Linked DNA regions of Ovis aries: region 2 is linked to region 1. The links are chromatin contacts, called in public Hi-C maps. All regions are on one chromosome and are shown on one strand. Each heading gives the region's core, a stretch centred on a gene start, on an enhancer-like site or on the middle of the called end of the contact. The rest is flanking DNA. Distances are from core to core; before and after follow the strand shown. Region 1 overlaps TRAP1 (TNF receptor associated protein 1). Region 2 has its middle 59 kb from the start of CREBBP.

Region 1 (4,529 bases), core at 533-3,032:
GGCCCCGAGAGAGAAGCAGCTGGGTGTCACGGGGCCACCTGGGGATGGAGTTGAGCAGGACGAGACCTGGAAATACTTCCTGGAAGTCTTTTCATTTTGGAAAGCTGTGCTTTGCTGCTGCTGCTGCTGCTAAGTCGCTTTAGTCGTGTCCGACTCTGTGCGACCCCACAGACGGCAGCCCACCAGGCTCCTCTGTCCCTGGGATTCTCCAGGCAAGAACACTGGAGTGGGTTGCCATTTCCTTCTCCAATGCATGAAAATGAAAAGTGAAAGTGAAGTTGCTCAGTTGTGTCTGACTCTTTGCGACCCCATAGACTGTAGCCTACCAGGCTCTTCTGTCCATGGGATTTTCCAGGCAAGAGTACTGGAGTGGGCTGCCATTGCCTTCTCCAAGCTGCGCTTTACCCCTCTCAAATTCTCTGCATTTTAGCAACAACGAGCATGGAACCACAGCCTATCAGCCTGGAGCAGCTTTGTCTCCTCACAAAGGCCCCAAGCGCTCCTTGCTGCTCTGCTCTACACAGGGGGGTCTTCTTCCTTCAGCCCCACAGACCATGGCTGGTGAGGCCAGGTGACGAGGGAGGTGAATCTGGGGTCCAGAGCCCGTGGGCAACACCCCAGAAATGGACCTCAGTAGGGAAGGCCCCACGCCAACACCTGAGACTTTAAAATTAACAGCAAAATGCATAACTTCCCAGGTTCAGTGTGGCTCAAAGAATTACCTGGATATATCTGTCCATAAACCCCAATGGATTTTGGTAAGAATACTCTCATTGGTAGCCAAGATCAGTACTTGTCCAAATTTAATGCCTTCTCACTGCTAACCCACTAGCTGGCATCTCCCCAGGACAGCACAGAAACAGTCTTGCCAACAGAACCAGCCAGCGCTGGGAGTGATTAGCAGGCACGCACCTCTTTTTCTGAGTACAGGGAACGGGCAACAATGTCTAGGAGCTTCTTCGTCTCAGCCTGGAACTCGTGTTTGGTAGCAGAACCTAGTAACGAACCACAGACGCAACCAGGGAAGTTTAACGTCTTTTTTCACAGAAGAACATGCTTTGCAACATTCAAAAAAATCTTTAAGATAAGGAGTTTTAAACATTTTTCAAAACAGTGAACGACAACAAAAAAACCCCAACCATCTGGGGCTCAGACAGAAGAGCAGATCAGGGGCTCCCTTTCCCCGAGAAGCGCCGACAAGCCAGCACCCACCCTCCCCGCCGCAGCCTGCAGGCCTCAGGTCCCGCTGCTTGGAGAAGCTGCCGACCTGCCTCCACAACCAGACCCCGGATTCGATTCTTGAATGCGGTGGTTTCCAGATTAATCATTTAGAAAGCAAAGGAGAAAACCTCACTCCTCTTAACCCAAGCATTAAATACTCTGTTGCTGTCTCATCTGAAAGCCAGAAACGGATTCGCGGCAGGACCGGCTCCAGAGCCTGCCCTCCACACGTCCCGGGAACGCAGGGCCGTGCTGAGCTTCCGTCCGCTTGGTGATCATTAGCAGATGTGCAGGCGCCTGCGCCAACTCCCGGTGACCACCAGAGGGCGCCAAACGCGCCAGGATGGAAGTCAGAAGCGCCGGGGAAGCCGGAAATGCAGGAGGCATTGTTTTGGGACCCCTCCCTCCAACCAAGCCCTTCCTTCGTCTGAAGTGAGTGCGTGGCTCCCTCAAGCACGGCTTCTGCCTCAGTACCCCCGCGGGAGCCAGCGTTCTCCGGGGCCCCTGACCGAACGCCCCAACCCTGCACCAGCCTCACCCTGCACGGTCTCCGAGCTGCTGATGACCGAGTGCAGGGGCCCCGCCTCCGCCTGGTCCTCAGCAGCCTGGGAGCTGAAAGGCCGTCCCACGTGGAAGCTCGAGGCCAGGCTTCGCTGGGGACCCCAGGACTGAGCTGGGAGCCTCCAGGGACACAGAACTGGTTTTCCTGAAAAGACAAACATGAGGAAGAAAGAATTAACAGGACATCAGGACAGAATACCCTGATTTGTTCACACCAAAGCCGGCTCCAGAGACCAGTGTCACCCTGGAGAAATCGGAAGTGACAAGCTCCGTGCATCTAGCCGGTAGTCGGCAGGTAGTTTTGCTAACACCGCCCCACACATGGCAAATACCGAGAACGCAGAGAACTCGGGGCAGAACGGCAGGAACAGGCAGCTACCTTATGACGCCACTTCCCACGTGCGCCCCGATTTGGTGCACAAACCTACCAAACTCAATGTGCCTCCATGCTCGCAGCCCCTCCCAGAGCCAGAAATAACAACAGGCCAGCCTTCCTTACTGTGTAACTAACATGGAAAAAGGAGAAAAAATACTCCCTAAGAAGGAGACAAATTTTTAGATGTGCATGTTCCAAAACTGTCCCGTCATCTTCCAAAAAATCTTCATTGAGTCCTTTCTTCTCCTGTCCACAAGAGTCTTTTAAATTAGTGCATTTAAAGTCTGCAAACCAGGGCATGATCTCCTCTGCCTCATAACTAGGAATGGGATTCAGTGTCTCTCCAGTTACTTTTCAGTAACTCCCTTCAGCACAGTGGATCGAGGAACCACTGCGCGGGGAGAAGGAAAACCCACCCCCATGACACTGCACCCCGGCCCGGCGTGGCTGCCGGCGCCACAGAAAGACACACGGCCCCTCCACCCAACAGGCAGAATTCAGCCAGTCCTCACCAGCACCCTGAAGACACTGGCCGGGGGCCGGCGCTGTGTAGAGGGGCTCACTGCCCAGCACTCTGAAGGCTCCTAACACAGGACACCCTGTGTCAAAGTCTAGGCCACGACAAGCTGCGGCTGCCGGTTACACACTACGCACGTGTGGCGCTCAGGGAGGAATGAGTTAGAAGTAACTCGTGGCTTTCAAAATCAATGTTATCAGCTTCCACATTCCTACAAGGTGTAAATATCTGCCTTCTGTTTAAGCTTATTTTTGGATTTATAGATAACACACACTTTAGCCTTTACCTATATGAGGAATACCTTTAAAACCAGCCTAATTTAGAAAACATTCAGTTTCCAGATAGTTTGAATATTTAATTCTCTGGCCTAGCTGCACTGTTCACTTACTCCATACAGCTAACCTGTTCCCCCTAAAAAACTGGGGTATTTCTTCTGGAATTAAGTGGCATTTGGTTATAGCATTCAAGTCTGCACCAGCCCAGGCAGGGCTGCTGGGGTCCCCGTGGTCCCAGATGGCGCTGACGCAAGACGTACGACGCCAGCAGACTGTGTGACCCACACCGCCTCCCCTCCCGGGACAGTGCTCCTGGCTCCCCACAAAAGCTGGGGACCCTCTGCTTTAAACTGAGGGGACTTCAGGCTGAAATCAGTGAGGGATGCGAGACCTGGCTGGGCCTCAGGATGCAGTGTGGACTCAGCTCTCCGTGGAGCATCGCCCTCCACGTACGAGCACTTGGACCACTGAAACTGGGAGTGACAGGGAGGCCCCCAGAGGAAGGCGGGAGGCAGCCCCGGAAGCACAGACTGGCAGTGTTCCTGATGCTCCCACGTAAGCCCGAGGACACTGAAAGTATGTTAGAGATTCTTACATCAAACAACCGCTCCCTGTTCAGGGGCCTCAGGAAAGGACAGAGAGAATGAGAGAGCCTGTGTGTCTGTCTGTCCGTGTGTGTCTGTGTCTGTCTGTGTGTGTATGTGTGTCTGTGTGTGTGTAAAGGACAGTGTGTGTATGTGTGTCTGTGTGTGTAAAGGACAGTGTGTGTGTGTAAAGGGCTGTGTGTGTGTGTCTGTGTATGTGTCTCTGTGTGTGTGTAAAGGACAGTGTGTGTGTGTCTGTGTCTGTGTGTCTGTGTGTGTAAAGGACAGTGTGTGTGTGTGTGTGTGTAAAGGGCTGTGTGTGTGCGTGCACATGTGTGGTGTCCCAGGGCGCCTCCTTCCAGCAGTGGCTCGCGGGCGCGCTGACCCTGGCCCGAGCCTCCCCAGCTCCTCCGCCGCCCTTGCCCTGGCATACCCAGGGTCCTTGGCCTTCCAGGTGGCCCCCTGCCTGCACACTGCTCCATGCAACCTGTCCCATCTCTTAAACTCAACATCTTCATCTTCTGACACCAACTCCATCTCGGTATTTCTGATTTCAGGGGACTCATTCCTGAACACAACCCCACCAACTCCAAGGGCCTCAGGCTGGCCTTCCAGGACCCCACCCAGCAGCACCCAAGACCTCCAGGGCGCACCCCTTCGTCCCGGCCTGCAGGCCTGCAGCCGCCCACCCTGGGGAAGGAGCCCTGGCCACAGCCCTGCCCTGCTTCCTGTCCTACCCCCCGCTCAAAGGACTCTCAGTCCTTTTCTCATCATCTGCCTCTTGGTCCTGTCAGGAAAGAACAGGTCACATTCCCTCACGCCCAGTTGTAAGCCATCTTCACCCCCAAAGAAAACCAGAAATCACACGAACCTGAACAATTCAGTGGGTAACGGCGCCTCTCCTTTTCAGACCCCCAGGAACTACCTGTTTTAAACCTGCTCCCAGACGGGGGAAGGGGCTGTTGGACTATGACCGGCACACTTTATTCCCAGTC
Region 2 (4,034 bases), core at 1,134-3,633, 220 kb after region 1:
CAACATTACTCATAATGGCTAAAAAGTGGAAACAATCACATTTTACAACCAGATTTCAAAAGTGGAAACAAACACGTCAGTCCATCAACTAATGAAGGAAGAAACATATTAGGACAGATCCACACAACAGAATTCTACTCAGTAATAACAAGGAAACAATAGCTGATACGAAAAAACATGGTTGGATCTCAGAGACACTATGTTGAACCAAAGAAAACAGTACACACAGAATAACACATTTGCCAAAACTCATTGGACTGTAGACTTTAAATATATGCATTTAAATAGGGAAATTGGATTAAACAAACTAAAAGGAGCATGTGTATCTGGAAATAAATGACCTAGGTTTGAGTCTTTCATCCTGGTTCCACATTTAAAAGGTTGTGTGACCTTGGACAATTTATGCAGCCTTAATAAGCCTCAGTTTCCTCATCTGGAGAATGGGGCTACAGCTCAGATGTGGGAAGGGGAATACTCCTTGTCCTATCCAGGTGTTGTATGTTCTTAAGAATGGCTCTGTGCTTATCACATGCCAGGTGGGACGCTGAACAGTTTGAACAAAAGGGCAACAGTTTGGACAGGAAGAAATGTGCACACCAGGCTCCTGGACTCCATCCTTTCACCCTTGAATTCCTTGGGGTTGGGGAGAGGGGTGTGTTTGTTTGCTTGGACTGCCATAACAAATTGCCCCAGACTGTGTTCCTTAAACAACAGAAATTAATTTTCTCACTGTTTTGGAGGTTGGAAGTCCAAGGTGAAGGTCCCCTTGGCTTTCTCACTCTGCTCACATGGTCTGTCCTCTGTGATTCCTTCTCTTCTTATAAGGACCCCAGATGGACTGGACTGGGGCCAACCATAACAGCTCTCCTTTCAAATGAACATCTCTTTTAAGATCCCATCTTTAAATGCAGTCACAGTCTGAGGGAGTAGGGATTAGGGCTTCAACATATGGATTTGAGGGGACACAATACAGCCCATAAAGGGGGTTGAATTCAGATTTGGTCCCTCTTGGATAGGCATGTCTAAGGACAGGGCCTTTACCCTTGACTAGTTGAAGGTCAGTTCAGGATAATTGGTAGAAACAGCATATCAGTTTACTTGTTTTGTCATTTCATAGGTGCATAACAGTGATCGTGTATGGATATGAGAGTTGGATGGTGAAGAAAGCTGAGCACCAAAGAATTGATGCTTTTGAACTGTGTTGTTGGAGAAGACTCTTGGGAGTCCCTTGGACTGCAAGGAGATCCAACCAGTCCATCCTAAAGGAGATCAGACCTGGGTGTTCTTTGGAAGGACTGATGCTGAAGCTGAAACTCCAGTATTTTGGCCACCTGATGCGAAGAGCTGACTCATTGGAAAAGACCCTGATGCTGGGAGGGATTGAGGGCAGGAGAAGGGGACAACAGAGGATGAGATGGCTGGATGGCATCACTGACTCGATGGACATGAGTTTGGGTAAACTCCAGGAGTTGGTGATGGACAGGGAGGCCTGGTGTGCTGCGATTCATGGGGTCACAAAGAGTCAGACACGACTGAGCGATGGAACTGAACTGAACTGAACCTGGGATGCAGCACTTACACTGCCCCTCACCTACAAGGGAGCATAGTCTTACGCCATAGGATTGCTGGGACTAGCACATGGATCAACACTATTAATAATATTTATATCAAAGTATAAGGCTGTGTTCTTAGTTGTACAATAAAATCACCCCAGGGACTTCTCTGGCAGTCCAGTGGTTAAGACGCTGGGCTTCCACTGCAGGGGGAATATGTTCCATTTCTGGTCAGGGAACTAAAATCCCGCATTAACTGTCCACTGGCAAAAAAAAAAAAAAAAAAAAAATCACCCCAGCAAAGGTGGAAAATCTTGATGCCCAGGCTCCCCATACCACCCTCTCTCCCCCTTCAATTGGTCTCGGGTGGGGCCCAGATACTTGCCCTTTAAGAAGTCCCCCGCCCAGTGATTCCAAGCGAACTACCAAGGTTAAGGGGCCACAGAAGCGTTTTGATGGTTTCTACGGGTAGATTAGGGGCTGGGAGTACACTGTGCACTTGGACTCGGACTTTTAATACTAGAACCCCTCTGGATGGTCTCAGGGCCCCTCCCTTCTGCTTCTCTAGAAGAAACAGATCCTTGAGGACCGAGGCTGGGTTACAACCTCGTCCCAGCCCTGCTCCCAGTCCAGCTCCTTTCTTGCCCTAGGCACTGCGCATCAGAAACCTCTGCAGGACGCGGGGCAGAAGCATCGCGAGCGCAGGGCGCACTCGCGCTGTTCCTCCTGCTTACGTTTATCCAGGGACCTGGGACTCAGGTGTTCCGGATCGGGGCCGGTGGGACGCGCGGGGAGGGCCGGCTCTGGGCACTGTCAGCGCTAGGTGGCGCCCGCCGGCGGGCTCGGCCCGGCTCCTGGGAATCCTTGGGGCCCCGGGGAATCCCGGCAGAGTGGCTGGGGGAGGGGAGAGGGCGGTTCCTCGCTTCTTTAGCAGGACTGTCGGGAGGATCACGTGCAAGAACTTCTCAAGATCCAGCCCTTGCCAGGCCCCTGAAGAAGGTGGACGGCATGTTAAGCTCATTTCCTCCTGCCTCCTCTTACTGCGGGGATGGAGAGGAAGTGCGGGGGGACAGGAGGCTGTTTTTTTTCGGGTGGATTGTTCCTCTCTGTTAGCAAATCTGGACGATTCTTCGAAGGTTTCCTGCTCAACACGTGCCACAGAGGACTGCAGATTGGCAAGAAAATCACATTTTTAAAACACAGGAAATTTATCCGAACCAAAGTCAAGTTTTCCCTTTCCATTAAAATGTAAGGAGAAGAGCGTCGCAATGAGGACCCTGAGACACTGTAAAGTCCCTACCTAAAAAGGATCTCGTTTTGTTCAGGGTTATTTTCATGCAGAGTGCTTTAGGTATAACAACTTTAGAACCAGGGAACCATCAATGTGGTTGCTGTTAACAGGGGCCCCTCCCTAATGCAGAACATCCCAGAAAATTCAGAAGGTGTCATCTTGCAGTTCTGAATACTTAAAATATTTCCTTTTGAGAAACTTGAGTTAGCTTTTGTAAAATGGCCTTTCTCTATGTTACCAGTTCTTTCTTTTTCTCCCTCCCCATTATATTTTAGCAGTCTCTTCAACTAACACTTATTTGCCAATCTCTGAGTCAGACCTTGGAAAATACACAATCACAAAACAATGAATAGTAGGAAACTCACCTACTCCATCATCACAATCCAATTCTAGAACATTTCTATCCCCTAAGTTTCGCTAGTGATTAATTGCAGTCTATCCTCATTTTCATCCCGAGTCCTCCGGCAGACCCTGACCTTCCTTCTATCTCTATTGACATTTCACGTTGATGGCGGTACTGTATGTGTGGTCTTTTGTGTCTGGTTTCTCTCACCGAGCAGGGTGTTTTCAAAGTTTATCTGTGTTGTAGAGTGTGTCACAGCTTCATTCTTCTTCACAGAGGAATAGCAGCCCATTGTATGGATGGGTCCCATTTTGCTTATTAGCTGATGACACATTTAGGTCATTTGTATTTGGGGGCTTTTATAACACATCTATGTGCAGTCACATTCAGACCTTTGTGTGGACAGATGTTTTCATGTCTCTTTGGAAGGCAGCTACGCTCACCACTATACCACCAGTGCTGCACTTCATGTCTCTTTGGTAAGTATCTAGAAATGGAAATTACTGGATATTATGGTATATTTACGCTTAACATCTTTAAACACTGTCAATTTTTCTTTTCCCAAAGTGTCTGTACCATTTTAAATTCCCATCAGCAATATAATTTCAGTCCTCCACATGCTTGCCAACATTGACTTCTTTTTGATGATACCCTTCCTAGTGGGTGTGAAGTGGTACCTAATTGTAGTTGGGTTTTTTTTTTTAAGTCTATTTTATTTCTTCTAGGCCATGCCATGGGTTTGTGGGATCTTAATTCCCTGACCAGGGATTGAACCTGGGTCCTTGGCAATGAAAGCACAGAATCCTAACCACTGGACTGCTCAGGAATTCCCACCTAAGTGTAGTTT

The links. A called contact is a pair of places that touch in the nucleus more often than the background predicts.
Region 2: a contact with region 1 is called in a Hi-C map of liver, with 5 times the contacts expected there. The contact joins two enhancer-like sites. A contact is called at or near these places in 4 of 16 Hi-C or Micro-C datasets (hypothalamus, liver and tail adipose tissue).

What each region holds. Positions count from the first base shown.
Region 1 is chr24:3,581,594-3,586,122 of ARS-UI_Ramb_v3.0, forward strand. TRAP1 (TNF receptor associated protein 1) reads right to left here. Exons shown (of 18, transcript XM_015104052.3): 2 at 1,760-1,927; 3 at 913-995. Among named protein-coding and RNA genes, the nearest start is that of TRAP1, 30 kb to the right of the region's middle. Within about 2 kb of position 1,783, at least 15 of the 54 cell types and tissues checked have an H3K27ac peak or open chromatin away from gene starts, as enhancers often do. A contact at or near this core is called in liver, where this site is marked.
Region 2 is chr24:3,796,593-3,800,626 of ARS-UI_Ramb_v3.0, forward strand. No RefSeq gene overlaps it. Among named protein-coding and RNA genes, the nearest start is that of CREBBP, 59 kb to the left of the region's middle. Within about 2 kb of position 2,384, at least 2 of the 54 cell types and tissues checked have an H3K27ac peak or open chromatin away from gene starts, as enhancers often do. A contact at or near this core is called in liver, where this site is marked.